Linked DNA regions of Sus scrofa: all the other regions are linked to region 2. A link is a contact called in public HiChIP or PLAC-seq data. All regions are on one chromosome and are shown on one strand. The core of a region is the stretch at or near the end of the contact, and the rest is flanking DNA. Distances in the headings are between cores, read along the strand shown. Region 1 overlaps LOC106505748 (a long non-coding RNA gene). Region 2 overlaps LOC106505748 (a long non-coding RNA gene). Region 3 overlaps LOC106505748 (a long non-coding RNA gene).

Evidence for each region. HiChIP or PLAC-seq counts read pairs in DNA pulled down with a chosen protein or histone mark.
Region 1: a contact with region 2 is called in an H3K27ac HiChIP or PLAC-seq map of skeletal muscle. The contact joins two enhancer-like sites. A contact is called at or near these places in 1 of 47 Hi-C or Micro-C datasets (skeletal muscle) and 2 of 2 datasets of contacts at active chromatin or transcription factors (alveolar macrophages and skeletal muscle).
Region 3: a contact with region 2 is called in an H3K27ac HiChIP or PLAC-seq map of alveolar macrophages. The contact joins two enhancer-like sites. A contact is called at or near these places in 2 of 2 datasets of contacts at active chromatin or transcription factors (alveolar macrophages and skeletal muscle).

The regions. Positions count from the first base shown.
Region 1 is chr13:115,947,084-115,951,175 of Sscrofa11.1, forward strand. The region is part of intron 2 of LOC106505748 (a long non-coding RNA gene); the gene reads left to right. Among named protein-coding and RNA genes, the nearest start is that of TBL1XR1, 460 kb to the left of the region's middle. Within about 2 kb of position 1,313, at least 5 of the 83 cell types and tissues checked have an H3K27ac peak or open chromatin away from gene starts, as enhancers often do. A contact at or near this core is called in skeletal muscle, where this site is marked.
Region 2 is chr13:115,727,517-115,731,860 of Sscrofa11.1, forward strand. All of the region lies in intron 1 of LOC106505748 (a long non-coding RNA gene), which reads left to right. LOC110256521 (a long non-coding RNA gene) reads left to right here. Exons shown (of 2, transcript XR_002338117.1): 2 at 1-145. Among named protein-coding and RNA genes, the nearest start is that of TBL1XR1, 240 kb to the left of the region's middle. Within about 2 kb of position 1,490, at least 31 of the 83 cell types and tissues checked have an H3K27ac peak or open chromatin away from gene starts, as enhancers often do. A contact at or near this core is called in alveolar macrophages and skeletal muscle, where this site is marked.
Region 3 is chr13:115,970,151-115,974,059 of Sscrofa11.1, forward strand. The region is part of intron 2 of LOC106505748 (a long non-coding RNA gene); the gene reads left to right. Among named protein-coding and RNA genes, the nearest start is that of TBL1XR1, 480 kb to the left of the region's middle. Within about 2 kb of position 2,436, at least 1 of the 83 cell types and tissues checked has an H3K27ac peak or open chromatin away from gene starts, as enhancers often do. A contact at or near this core is called in alveolar macrophages, where this site is marked.

The DNA.
Region 1 (4,092 bases), core at 63-2,562, 220 kb after region 2:
CATCTCACTGGGAGAAATTGATGAATTCCTTAAGGAGTAAAATGACACATTACTGACATGATCATGTGATAGGCAAGGTAATGAACTGGCCCCATTAATACCATAAGAAACCATTTTTCTGGGAGTTCCTGTGGCTCAGCAGGTTAAGGACCAGACATTGTCTATGCGAGGATTCAGGTTCAATCCCTGGCCCTTAACCTGAGGGGGTTAAGGAACTGGTGTTGCTGGGGTTGTGTTGTAAGCAGGCAGCTGCAGCTTCGATTTGACTCCTGGCCCAGGAACTTCCATATGCTGTAGGTGTAACCGTAAAAAGAAAAAAATTTTTTTCTGAGTTTTTGGGAAAAAAAAAAAGCCTAGAGACCTGGTTTGCCATGAGGAAGAAAAAAAAGTCTGTAAAAATCCTTTAGTATTTCTCAAATTGATATTAATGACTCTTGCAGTACTATCCCTGGCCCACAGAGTCTCTAACAGACATTTGCTAAATCATTTTAAGCACTTAGTATTTACTAAGAATAGACAATTAATTAGAAGAAGTATTGGAAACTTTTTAGTGTAAACTTTACATAAGACAGTGGTAGCAAAGTGCCCAGCATGCTCAATAACTCAAGTTTGAATACTTCCCCTTCCTTTTCATGGTTCAGATGAGAAAATGACTTGCTCAAGGCCACACATCTGCTAATTTGTAGAATCCAGGTCTCTGTATACTGCCTAGTGATTTTTTTAAAAAGCATGGTATCAGTTCCTCTAATGAGACAGAATTGAATCCATAGCTAAGCTATGCCTTGTGAATGGAGGAAATTTGGAACCTCAGGATATGACATCTGAATTGGAAATTTGGGAAAGCATTTACTGAGCCTGAGAGAATTGTTTATTTCTTGAAAGTGCTGTTAAAAAGCTACAGGAATGCAGTTATTTTGGATTTATTTTAGTGCTCTGGTATTTTTAGAATTTCCTCATAAACACCTCCCTTGAGGAACATACAACACTTGGCATGCCGAGGTACCTCAAGATGCCTTTAGCAAATACAGTTGACAACTTGACAAGATATCTGGATTTGTGTGTTTCTGAGAAAGCCCAGGTGCTTATTCAAGATATTCTTGCTTTTTGACTCTTTAGGTTGACTCATTCTTCCTCTCTTTCTTGAGCTCAAACAGCTTCCTAGCACTGAACCTGGCCAACTGTCAAGATGGAGTTATTTCTGCCCAAACACACTGCTAGGCCCCGGACTACCAGTTGTTCAATACAGATCCTGCATTTCTGACTTTTGAGGGCATGTTTGTAAAGTGAGGGCTGTGGCAGCAAGGGCTGTGGCACTCCACGCCGAGAAATTTAATGAAATCAGGACACCATATAACTTGGTCTAGTTCAGTGATGTTGCTCTGAGAAGTGAGGTGGAAGAAAATATCCCCAGGATAAAAAGGAACAGGATGAAAAATCCTGGTTAAAAAACAAGATATGGATTTTTCCTTCCCAGACAGATTGTTAAATAGGCTTTACTTGTTCAGTGGGGTCTGGTAATGAAAGTTGACAGGATATTAAGGTTATTTCAGGTTCTACTGTCTCCCAGGGTCACATAAGCCTTCTGTTATGCATGTTAATCCATCTCAGCATTCCTGCCAGGAGCTGCCTAAGTAGGGCAATCGGTTTAGTATGCACCCTTTCCCTTTACAGTTTAGTTGAGAGGCAAAACCTACCAATTAGCAGAATATGCATGGAAAATCAAGTGATGTTTTTCTGTTCTAAAGACATAGCACCAAAATTTGTGATTAATAAATGATTACTCCAACTGCTATTTCCTCAGAAACGCAAAGCAAAAGGAAGAAAGCCATCCTTCCCTCCTTTCCTTATTTCTTTTTTGGTATGTGCATGTGCATATACACACATGTGTACATCTGTGTATGTATATAAAACTAGATGATGAATTTAGCATTGTAGACTGGAAATTCTGGTTGTCCCCTGCCAAGCCTAGCTCACATTCTATCTTTCCCCCTCTTTAGGCAAATTGCTACATTGTCTGCAGGCTCTCCACCAGCTACCCCGTTAGTTAGGGAAAGGGAACAGCATCACAAAGAAATACCAGAGATGTAATTAAATCTTGATGAAAGAGAGATTGCAGAGGTGTGATTCTAGAACTAGTCTATTAGCAATTGTGTGTCACCACCAACATTATTCTGGACAGTTCCTTGAAGGAGACTGTAAACTTCTTGTGATTATAAAATAACTGGAACAACCTATCCTGGTGGTTGCTATTTTGACCTTAAGCTGATTGTTTTCTGCACAAGTGATGACAGTAACAGCAAAAGCAAAGACTTTGGAATTCACCTGATTGAGTTAGAATCCAGCTTTACCACTTACTAAGTATGTGATCATAAGGAAATTACTTAACCTCTGTTAAGTCCCAGTTTTCTCACACGTAAAAGCAGAATAATCATACCCTTATTTTAGGATTCCTATAAAGGTGAATGAGATATACACAATATTTGGCTCTATAATTGGTGATCTATTAATGGCCACTATAGTAATGATAAAGATAAATAAAAATTCGAGATTAGTTCTAGTGAATTGTTGCCACCTTTTGTTTGCTTAAGACTCATGACATTATACCAGAGCAAGGATGCTATATACTCAAACCTAAGTGGTCAGTGTAGAAAAAAAAAAGTACCTCTTTTTACCCACATTTATCTTTGAGCAGAGCTATAAAAATGAGCCCATTCTCTTCCCTTTTGATAAAAGCAAAATGTATTCACTCTAAGTGGCTATTAGAAGGCCAATCTCTGTACAGCCCATTCTATATAATAGGTACTCAAAACTCATTCACTCTATAATGGCTTAATATTTTCTGTACAGTGACTAGTGGTGGTGTAGTCTCCTAATAAAACATTACATCAACTCTCGAACCTCTGAATCTTTGAAGCAGATGTTTTCCTAACATCCTATAAATACTCCAATCATCTCAAACTGCTGGGATTTCACCTTTGTACCATTTTTAGAAATGTGCCCATTGAGTAATGGGCCTGTCTAATCTGTTTGACGTTTATTGGTGCTCAATGTGTAGCAAGGTTGGAAGAGGTAGCAGAGCACATTCTAAATAAATCAACAGAAGAAAACAAACTAAATCACAGGGGGAAATTACAGTGTCCAAATCATTTATACACTGGTGATTACCATTTCACCTGGGTCCAACCGATGTCACACAACAGTCTCCAAAGCCTTAGGAATCATTCATCAATTTAGCTAAGTCTGCTCATCCACACTTCTACACTGCATCGATCGGGACGGAGGAGACTTGTAATGGTCTAGTACAGGCAGGCTAATTAGCAAGGAGAAGGGACATGTGGAGAAGAAAATGGACTGGATTTGGAAGGGTTCTGCTGTGATTTCTGCCCTTAGCTGTAGCTGTATGGTCTTAGAGGAGTCACAGTACATCTCTGGACATCAGTTTCCTTCACAAGAAAATGGGTGTATATTTATATGTGTTATGTGTTTTTTGAAGTGTGTGTAGGGGAGATTGACTGGTTATAATTTGGTTATAATTTTCATAGTTTTATAGTTTTTAAAAGCTCAGACCTCTGTTATATAACTCAGAATTCTATACAGAAAATTATGAAAAGAAAAATTATATTTGGGGAAAGGGACCCAGAGAAGACTGAACTTCTACGCATACCCCGTGTCGGCTCCAAATAGACTTTCATGGACACCGAGGGTTCTCCTGTCTCTGTGTGATTACATGATCTGTAAGGTCTCACCAACTCTAATTTTACTTGAGTCTGATTCAAATTCACCTACAAAGACTAAATGTTGCACTTATGCAAATAATTTATTAAACTTCATTTATTATTTTGCAAATTATACAAATAATTTATCAAATAATTCATTAAAGCAGTTAGCTTCTAGTCTCATGAGTCTGTGGTTTAAGGTTCTGTATTTCTTACTAATTTAAAATAAATTAATACAAGTATCCTTTGTATTTTGTTCCTACCACTTACTTTATTCTTGTAACAAATGGCCGAATTATATTCATTTAAAACTATAAGCTCCTTAGAGAATCTTCTTTCAGTTTAGAATGGAGGAAGTCCCAAGAGACTGTTGCTC
Region 2 (4,344 bases), core at 240-2,739:
AACTAATAAACGGAGTGTATTTTTGGTGCCATCATACCCAGACTATAAGGTCATTGAAATAAATCTGAGGCATATCTCCTGAAAGATGTCTACTCATTCCTCTGCCAAAAGAAAAAAAAAAAAAAAAATACAACCCTGTCTCCTCAACACAATAACTGAGGAAGTATTTGTTTTAAAACCATTCCATTCTGCTTTCTTAATTTCTTGTTATCTCATCCCAGAAACTCTGAATTAACATGGCAAAAGTCCACTGTTTTGAGTTCAGGAAAAACAATATAATTCTTCTATATCTTTTCACAGACTTTGCTTGTTGGGCCAGAAGCCCGACTCATTTGGACACAGCTGTACTCTGAACTTACATCACTAGTTAACATTTCCACTTCTAGGCATTCATGTGGCTTATTTGTTCCAGAGATTTTCTGTTCCCTGATTAAATGTTTCACTGTGCTGTACCCACAGACTCATAAACTAGTTCACTGGCTGATTTTTCAAGACTGGGATTTAAAGAGCCAGTGACCTATTAAAAAACTTCATTTTTTTTTATCAATTAGATATGAAGCCTGCCCTATACACAATCTCAGTGTATGTTAAGTTTTTGTATTTGATCCTACATTTCCCTCTGTGAGGCTCTTTCCACTCATAGGGAGCTAAATTTATAGGGTTCATCTGGTGTCCCATTCTTAATCTGGGGAGCTGTACCCTAATCCTTATTAAGGCATTAGTAGCTGATTATGGGTTGACCATTCACATCTGAAGCTTGTGTGACTGAAATTTGGAAGTATTTAAAACCCTCCAAGAATGAAATTATAATGACAGTGTGACCTGGATGAATCAGGTTTTATGATAGTAGAGATTTTACCAGTTATAGTGTTTTGGGGCAACAGGCCTTGATCTTTTTTCCCAAACTGAATTTTTCTTGTTGGGGTCTATACCTACTAAGGGCTTCTGTTGTGTTTCCCATGAAGAATGACTAAGTCTTTGATTGGGAGTTGTTCCTTGATTAAAACAGGAACAGTGCAGAAAGAAATAAGCCTGCCCATCGGAGAACAGTTAAACACTGGTACTGCTCACAGCAGGGTGGTGTGGGGAACTGGCTTCTGGGACAGCACAGGAGCACAGTGCAGTGTTGGTGACTGTCATGCTGGTGAAATACCATGACATCTGAGGCCCCATGACATCTCTGTGTGGAAACATTTATTTCACAAGTGCAGACACTGATACCCTGGTTCTAGTGACCTTAAGACTTTCACTTCTATTTGTGCCTCTCTGAGATTCAGAGTGTGGGAAAGATGATTTTCAAGTTTCCATCCTTCTCACACTGATCCCTGCTGAATATTGGGATCGTTTCTGACCAGTACACCAGAGATGCTTCGGAGGTAGAGAGAAGCTTACCTCTAATGGACAAACAGGATGGGGCTGTATGGAGCAGTGAGATTGGCTGGAGAACTCTCTGAGTCATGTGCCAGACTGCTCTGCTGACATCTAGCTGAAGCCAGACAACCCTGCTCAAGACCAGGGTGCTGACCTAGGAAGGGTGGGTCCTGAGAGCTCACTGCTATGACACGTAACCACCCAGATCACTGGTTTCTTGAGTCATGTTACCACTTGCTCCTCTACTTCCAACCCTCCTGCTCTCAGGCACACCCAGCCAGTGACTGGGTCAACAATTGAAGTCTGTGAATCTGGCAGACCTTTCTCACGGATAAGGGGCAGCCTATGCTGTGGCTACTGTGGTGACTGGCATGTTCTTTAGGATGGCCACGCACAGGAAATACACTTCTGCTGTAGAGACTATCTAGTATTTTATGTTAATTCTGGTGTGTGGTCCCTGCAGAATCTTGGTACGATGAGGAAAATGGAAGGCATCACATTTTGATACATGTCATGACATCTTTAAGGGATGAGAAAAGCCTCTAATTAGCTTGTACCTATTTGGAATGCTTTCAGAAGTTTTGTGTTACCTCCTATAAGACATTGTTAGAGAGCCTGACCAGTGTTACACTCCTGCATTTTTAGAGTACATGTGGAGTGTTTTCTCTATGAGAATGTGAGCTACTTTGGGAGACTTGGTTATTTCTTCTTCAGAGTCTAGTAACATTGTTCAGTAGAATTTTTTGTGATCATGGAATTGTTCTATAATTAGCTACTAACCTCCTATGGCTATTGAGTGCCTTGAAATGTGGCTAGTGTGACTGGGAACTGGATTTTTGGTGTCTTTAATTTTGCCTTAATAGCCGTGTGTGAATATTGGCTACCACACTGGACAACACAAGTTTGGAATACTATTTCCTGGCTTATGGGAGGCAGACTAAATCACTATATGTTGAATTGAATTTACCATTCTTCAAGGCACTTGCCAAAATACACTTTTGCTATGTGTTTTTCAGATTTCTAATGTAACTTACTCTCAGTAATTCTAGATTGTCTATTTGTATGACACTTCAATAAGAATTTATTCTACATCTGGACCTAGACAGTCACTGTTACTGGAGCAGTGTTTCAGGGACTCCCAGGGCATAGGGAAAGAAAAATCCCACAATGATGCATAACGCTTCTGCTGTTTCCATAAATATACTTTCTAGATCCTCTCTGCCTTCCACAGTTCTTCCTAGATCATTTCCCAGTGAAAGTGGGAAATTGGATATTTCATAAATATTTTGACTTTCTTTCTGCTGCTGGGGAGGAAACAGAGTAGCACTTGCCACTGGAAGATGTCTGGATTTGAATCTCAGATCTGTGACTTCGGAAGAATCATTTAAATCTTTATAACTTCAATGTTTCTTTATCGAATGGAAATAAGAGGAATTCTTTCAGTCCTTTGTGCCTTTCAGAGTAGAAGTGTAAGAATCTTTGGCTTAAAGTGTGCAAATCTTCCTGAGCTATGAAACCCTGTACAAATATTTATGGCTGTGGCTATCATTGTTTTTAATTTCAGATGAAATCAATGCATTTGTGTAGGCCTCCGTGGTATATTTCTCCATGCCCCAACTTAATCATTCAGCCACTGCCTATGATAGTGACTTATCACTGAAAATATACAGGATCTTAGTAGACTGTGTTGTATGCCTCATAATCATGAATTAGTGTTTGTTGAATGCCAGACTGCATGGTATAGCACTGATCTCTGTGTAGTAGGTTGGCTAAACAATGACAACTTCTTGTGCCAGGAGAAAATTTGAAGAGTTCCCACTCATACTCAATATTGACTTGATGATTTACTTGCTTCCTGAGATATGGAGAGCTCTTAATTCTGGTCGTACGTATTAGACAGATTCATTGCATGACCCGGATAATTTATTTAGTCTATGTTTAGATGATCTAGAAAGGAAATTAAGTTTGTGATAGAAATTTTTGATCTCTTTCAGGTGATTTTTAACTGTATGTCTTAAATTTGCTTTTAAAATTGAGTAACTGGAGTTCCTGTCATGGTGCAGTGGAAACGAATCTGACTAGGAGCCATGAGGTTGCGGGTTCAATCCCTGGCCTTGCTCAGTGGGTTAAGGATCTGGCTTTGCCATGAGCTGTGGTATAGGTTGCAGACTTGGGTCAGATCTGGCGTTGCTATGGCTGTGGTGTAGGGCAGCAGCTGTAGTTCTGATTAGATCCCCAGCCTGGGAATCTCCATATGCCATGGGTGTGGCCCTAAAAAAAAAAAAGAAAAATAAATAAAATTGAATACCTAATTCTCCTTATGGAATACTGAATCAATTGTTTAGGAGTGCAGTACACTGTTAATGTGTTACAAATTTAACTCTTACTACATACAGATGCACAGGGAAAATGCGGCTTCATTGTTTTTCTATAGCTGGCCTGATCTTTCTCTTGACTTTTAATCTGTTGAGCAATGAAGAATGTATTAGTTATCAGTTGCTGCATAACAAGTTACTGTATAGCGCAGCAGTTTAAAACAAGAAACATTTATTATCTCATTACTTCTAGGTCATGAATCTGGGTGTGGCTTTGCTTGGTCCTCTGAGTCAGGGTCTTTCTTTTTCATATTTTTTTAGGACCACACCCATGGCATATGGAAGTTCCCAGGCTAGGGGTTGAATTAGAGCTGCAGCTGCCAACCTGCACCAAAGCCACAGTAATGCTGCCAGATCTGAGCCATGTCTGTGACCTACATCACAGCTTATGGCAATGCCAGATTCTTTAACCCACTGAACGATGCCAGGGATTGAACCCACACCCTCATGGATGCTAGTTGGGTTCTTAATGCACTGAGCCACAACAGGAACTCCTGGTTCAGGGTCTTTCAGAAAGCTACATTCAAGGTGCCATCTAGGGTGACCAACTGTGTGGGATCGCTCAAGACTGTGGTTTCCTGGGATGTGGGACTTTGAT
Region 3 (3,909 bases), core at 1,186-3,685, 240 kb after region 2:
AGACACAGAAAATTAAGTGTGTGAGTCTGTACTGGATCCTTTTGTTATGAAGAATGTTATTGGAACAACTGGTAGAAATTGAATGGGTTTTGATATTAGATGATAATGATATATCAATGATGTGTCAGTATATCAGTGTTAAGTTCTTCATCTTGATGGTTTTATTGTTGTCATGTAGAAGAATACCCTTGTCTGGAGGAAATTACAACAGTTTACACACTAAATTGTTCAGGGCTCACATGACAGCATGTTGGCAATAACTTAGTCTAAAAAGTTTCTGGAAATAACAATTTTTGTACTGTTGGCAACTTTTTTGGTAATCTGAAATAATTTCAAAATAAAAATTACCTTTGTTATGGAAAAAATGAATAAGAAGTACCCCTTGCCTTCAGGGGGGCTACTGTATGGTTGAAAGGCCTGGGCAAGAAAGATGAAGTCAGCAGAGTGGAGAGGGAAGCAGTCTGGTGACATGATTAGCAGTATGAGCTCTGAATCCAAATGGCCCATCTTTAGTAGTAGCTCTGCCATTACCAGCTAGGACACCTTAGGGGATGACATAAAGTTTGGGGGCTTAAGTTTTCTTCTTCATAAAAAGAGGATGATGATAGTATATCCTCATAGGGTAATGTGAAGTTTATAGAGCACATGATAAGTACATAATAAATGGTAGAAATTATGTATTGTTAGTTTTGGTGATTAAGCTCACAGTTATTTGTAGTCAGAAAGCTGCATCCAAATTCTGACTGTGCCACTTTCTGTGTGACCTTGAGGCAGTTACTCATTTTTCTTCTTTCTTTTTTTTTTTGTTTTTGTTTTTTTTTCTGAGGGGGGTTGGCTTAACTATTTTTTTTTTATTTTTGTAAGATTTTTCTAGCATAGTCGATTTACAATGTTCTATCAATTTCTGCTGTACAGCTAAGTGACCCAGTCATACATATACATGTACATTCTTTTTCTCACATTATCTTCTATCATGTTCCATCATAGGTGATTAGATATAGTTCCCTGTGCTATACAGCAGGATATCATTGCTTATCCACAAGTTACTCATTTTTCTAAGGCTTAGGTTCTCCATTTAAAATACAAATAAAAATCATGTTAATAATAGCTAATAACAGAGCAGGTATGAGAATTAAATAAGATAGTGCAAAATGCTTAGCACATTATATGTATTTTATGTGTTAGTTAATGCCACATAAATACAGGATGAAATATAAAATTCTATCAGAAACATGAAAAGCATATGGCAGTTCTGAGGAGAAGTAAGAACCATCCTGTAGAAAGGAGGGGAAAAGTTGTAGAATCCTCTGGAGCAGTTGAGGGATTTTTACTATCCTTTAGCGATCCTTTCATAGCACAAAGGAAATGAATCCAACTAGGAACTATGAGGTTGCAGGTTCGATCCCTGGCCTTGCTCAGTGGGTTAAGGATTTGGCGTTGCTGTGAGCTGTGGTGTAGGTCGCAGACTTGGCTCAGATCTGGCTTTGCTGTGGCTCTGGCGTGGGCCAGCAGCTGTAGCTCCGATTAGACCCCTAGCCTGCGAATCTTCATGTGCCGTGGGTGTGGCCCTGAAGAGTCAAAAGACAAAAAAAAAAAAAAAAAAAAAAAAAAAGATGCTAAGGTTAGAAGTAGGATAGTTGACAAGGAAATGGGTAAAAGAAATATGGTGGTCAAGGGGAAAACAGGAGTCAACAGTGATTTCTCAGCATTAATAGACAACTTGTAGCCAAGAAAGTAGAGCCAGTGTGGGGAAAAGACATTGAACTGAGGTGTTGATGGTACATTAGCAGGCAATGAAACTGGCTCTAGAGAGAAATATTTTCTCTAGAGAAAGGAGACTGGAGCAAACATAGACACTGAGCTGATGACATAAATGTGTGAATGAATGAGATTTCCAAGGAAGATTTCCATAGAAGAAAGGAGTTGGGCAGAACGTGGGAAAGCATCTTCTTGTTGGGAGGACAAGGGGGAGATGGGAGGATGAGCAAGAGAGAGAGAAGCAGTGAGTGAGTCAGGAAGGTGCCAGTTAAGGGAGTAGCTCAGAGAAAGAAGGCAGAAGGTTTAGAAGAATAAAGCCTGGGAAAAAGATGCTGTATTAGTTAGCTGGTCCTTGCTGAGTTGCAGAAAGGGGTTAAGTGGCAAGGAGGGCAAATCTGTATAAAGGGGCAGAACCTAGAGGAAATTTCCTGAGGAAATTCTAATGCCAAGGCAGAAACACCAGTAAGCCAATTAGCCTTCAGTTCCAAGTCCCTTACCTTCTAGACCTTTCCCAAGCCCCAGGATTTACTAGCAGTGCCTTCCCTTGGTTATGTAATCTGTAAAACTCTCACATGTAAGATATTTGACTTAGTCTATTCTGGCTGCTTTAACACAGTTCTATAGACTGGGTGGCTTAAACAACAGAAATGTATTTCTCACAGTTTTGAAACCTGGAAGTCTGATGTCAGCATGACAGCATGGTCAGGTTGCATCTTCTTCCTGGTTTACGGACAGCGTTTTCTCTCCCTGTTGCCTCACAAGGTTGGGGGTTGGAGAAGAGAAGGAGAGAGAGAGACCCTTTCATATAAAAGCATTAGTCTTATCAGGAGGGTTCCCCTCACCACCACCCCCCACCATGACCTGATCTACCCCTAATTACTTCCCAAAGGACCCATCTCCAAATACCATCACACTGGGGATTAGGCTTTCAATGTGTGGGTTTTGGCAGAAAGCAACCATTCAGTAAATAAAACACAATATTTAAGTGCAATCATTTGAGACCACTGCAATCTTTCTATTCAGACCCTCCTTCACTCTCAATTCCCCTGCTGTTGTGAATAGCATTTAAGTATCCACTTAGGGAACTAAAGTTAGGGTTTAAGGGAATATACTGTGTGGTTCACATCAAGTTAACATATAGTTAAGTTACTACTAATAGTCCCAGGAATTCTCCCTCAACCTACTAGGGCCAGCTCATCAGTCAGTGACACCAAGTGTAAATCTGTCTTTTGACGCCTGGCACTGGGGAAAATGTGGAGGAGAAAAGCTTTGAAATATACAGAGCCAGAACCTAGTATGTGAAAATGACCTTTTAATTCTGAGATGTGTAAGATTGGAAAAAGAGGATCTGATTCTTGTCAGGGCCTAGTCAAAATGCAAATTCTCTCCTATCAGATAAAATAACCTAAAATTCATGATCTTGCACTGTGATGAAACATCAGTGGCAAACTGGTTAATGGGTGTCGCCAGCTAAAGGATTTAATATTAGTCACAACACACACACACACACACACACACACACAAAACCTTGAACTGTTCTGAAATTGTTCAGCTCAGATATGAAACTTGATAAGAGATTTTTATAAATTTGAGAAAAAAATTCTTCAGACTTATATGTTACCAATAATGGAGTAGGAAGCTAAAACTTTTCTAACCTGTAAATAATGAACACATTTAAAAAAATTAACTATGCTGAAAGACAGATTGAGCCCTTACCAAATGAAGAAGGAATCAAAGAGAACGTGGTAAAAATAAGGGGGAAAATGTTATGGAGGCCAGATAGTTTTAAAATATTACATTATTTTCATATATTTTTAATGTTTTTTTATGATTTTTAATTTTTCCATTATAGCTGGTTTACAGTGTTCTGTCCATTTTCTACTGTACAGCAAGGTGACCCAGTCACACACACATGTATGTGATCTTTCACATTATCATACTCCATCACAAGTGACCAGACATAGTTCCTAGTACTATACAGCAGGATCCCATTGCTTATCTAGTCCAAAGGCAATAGTTTGCATCTATTAACCCCAAATTCCCAGTCCATCCCGCTAACCCCCTCCTTGGCAACCACAAGTCTGTTCTCCGTGTCCATGAGTTTCTTTTCTGTGGAAAGGTTCATTTGTGCCATATACTAGATTCCAGATA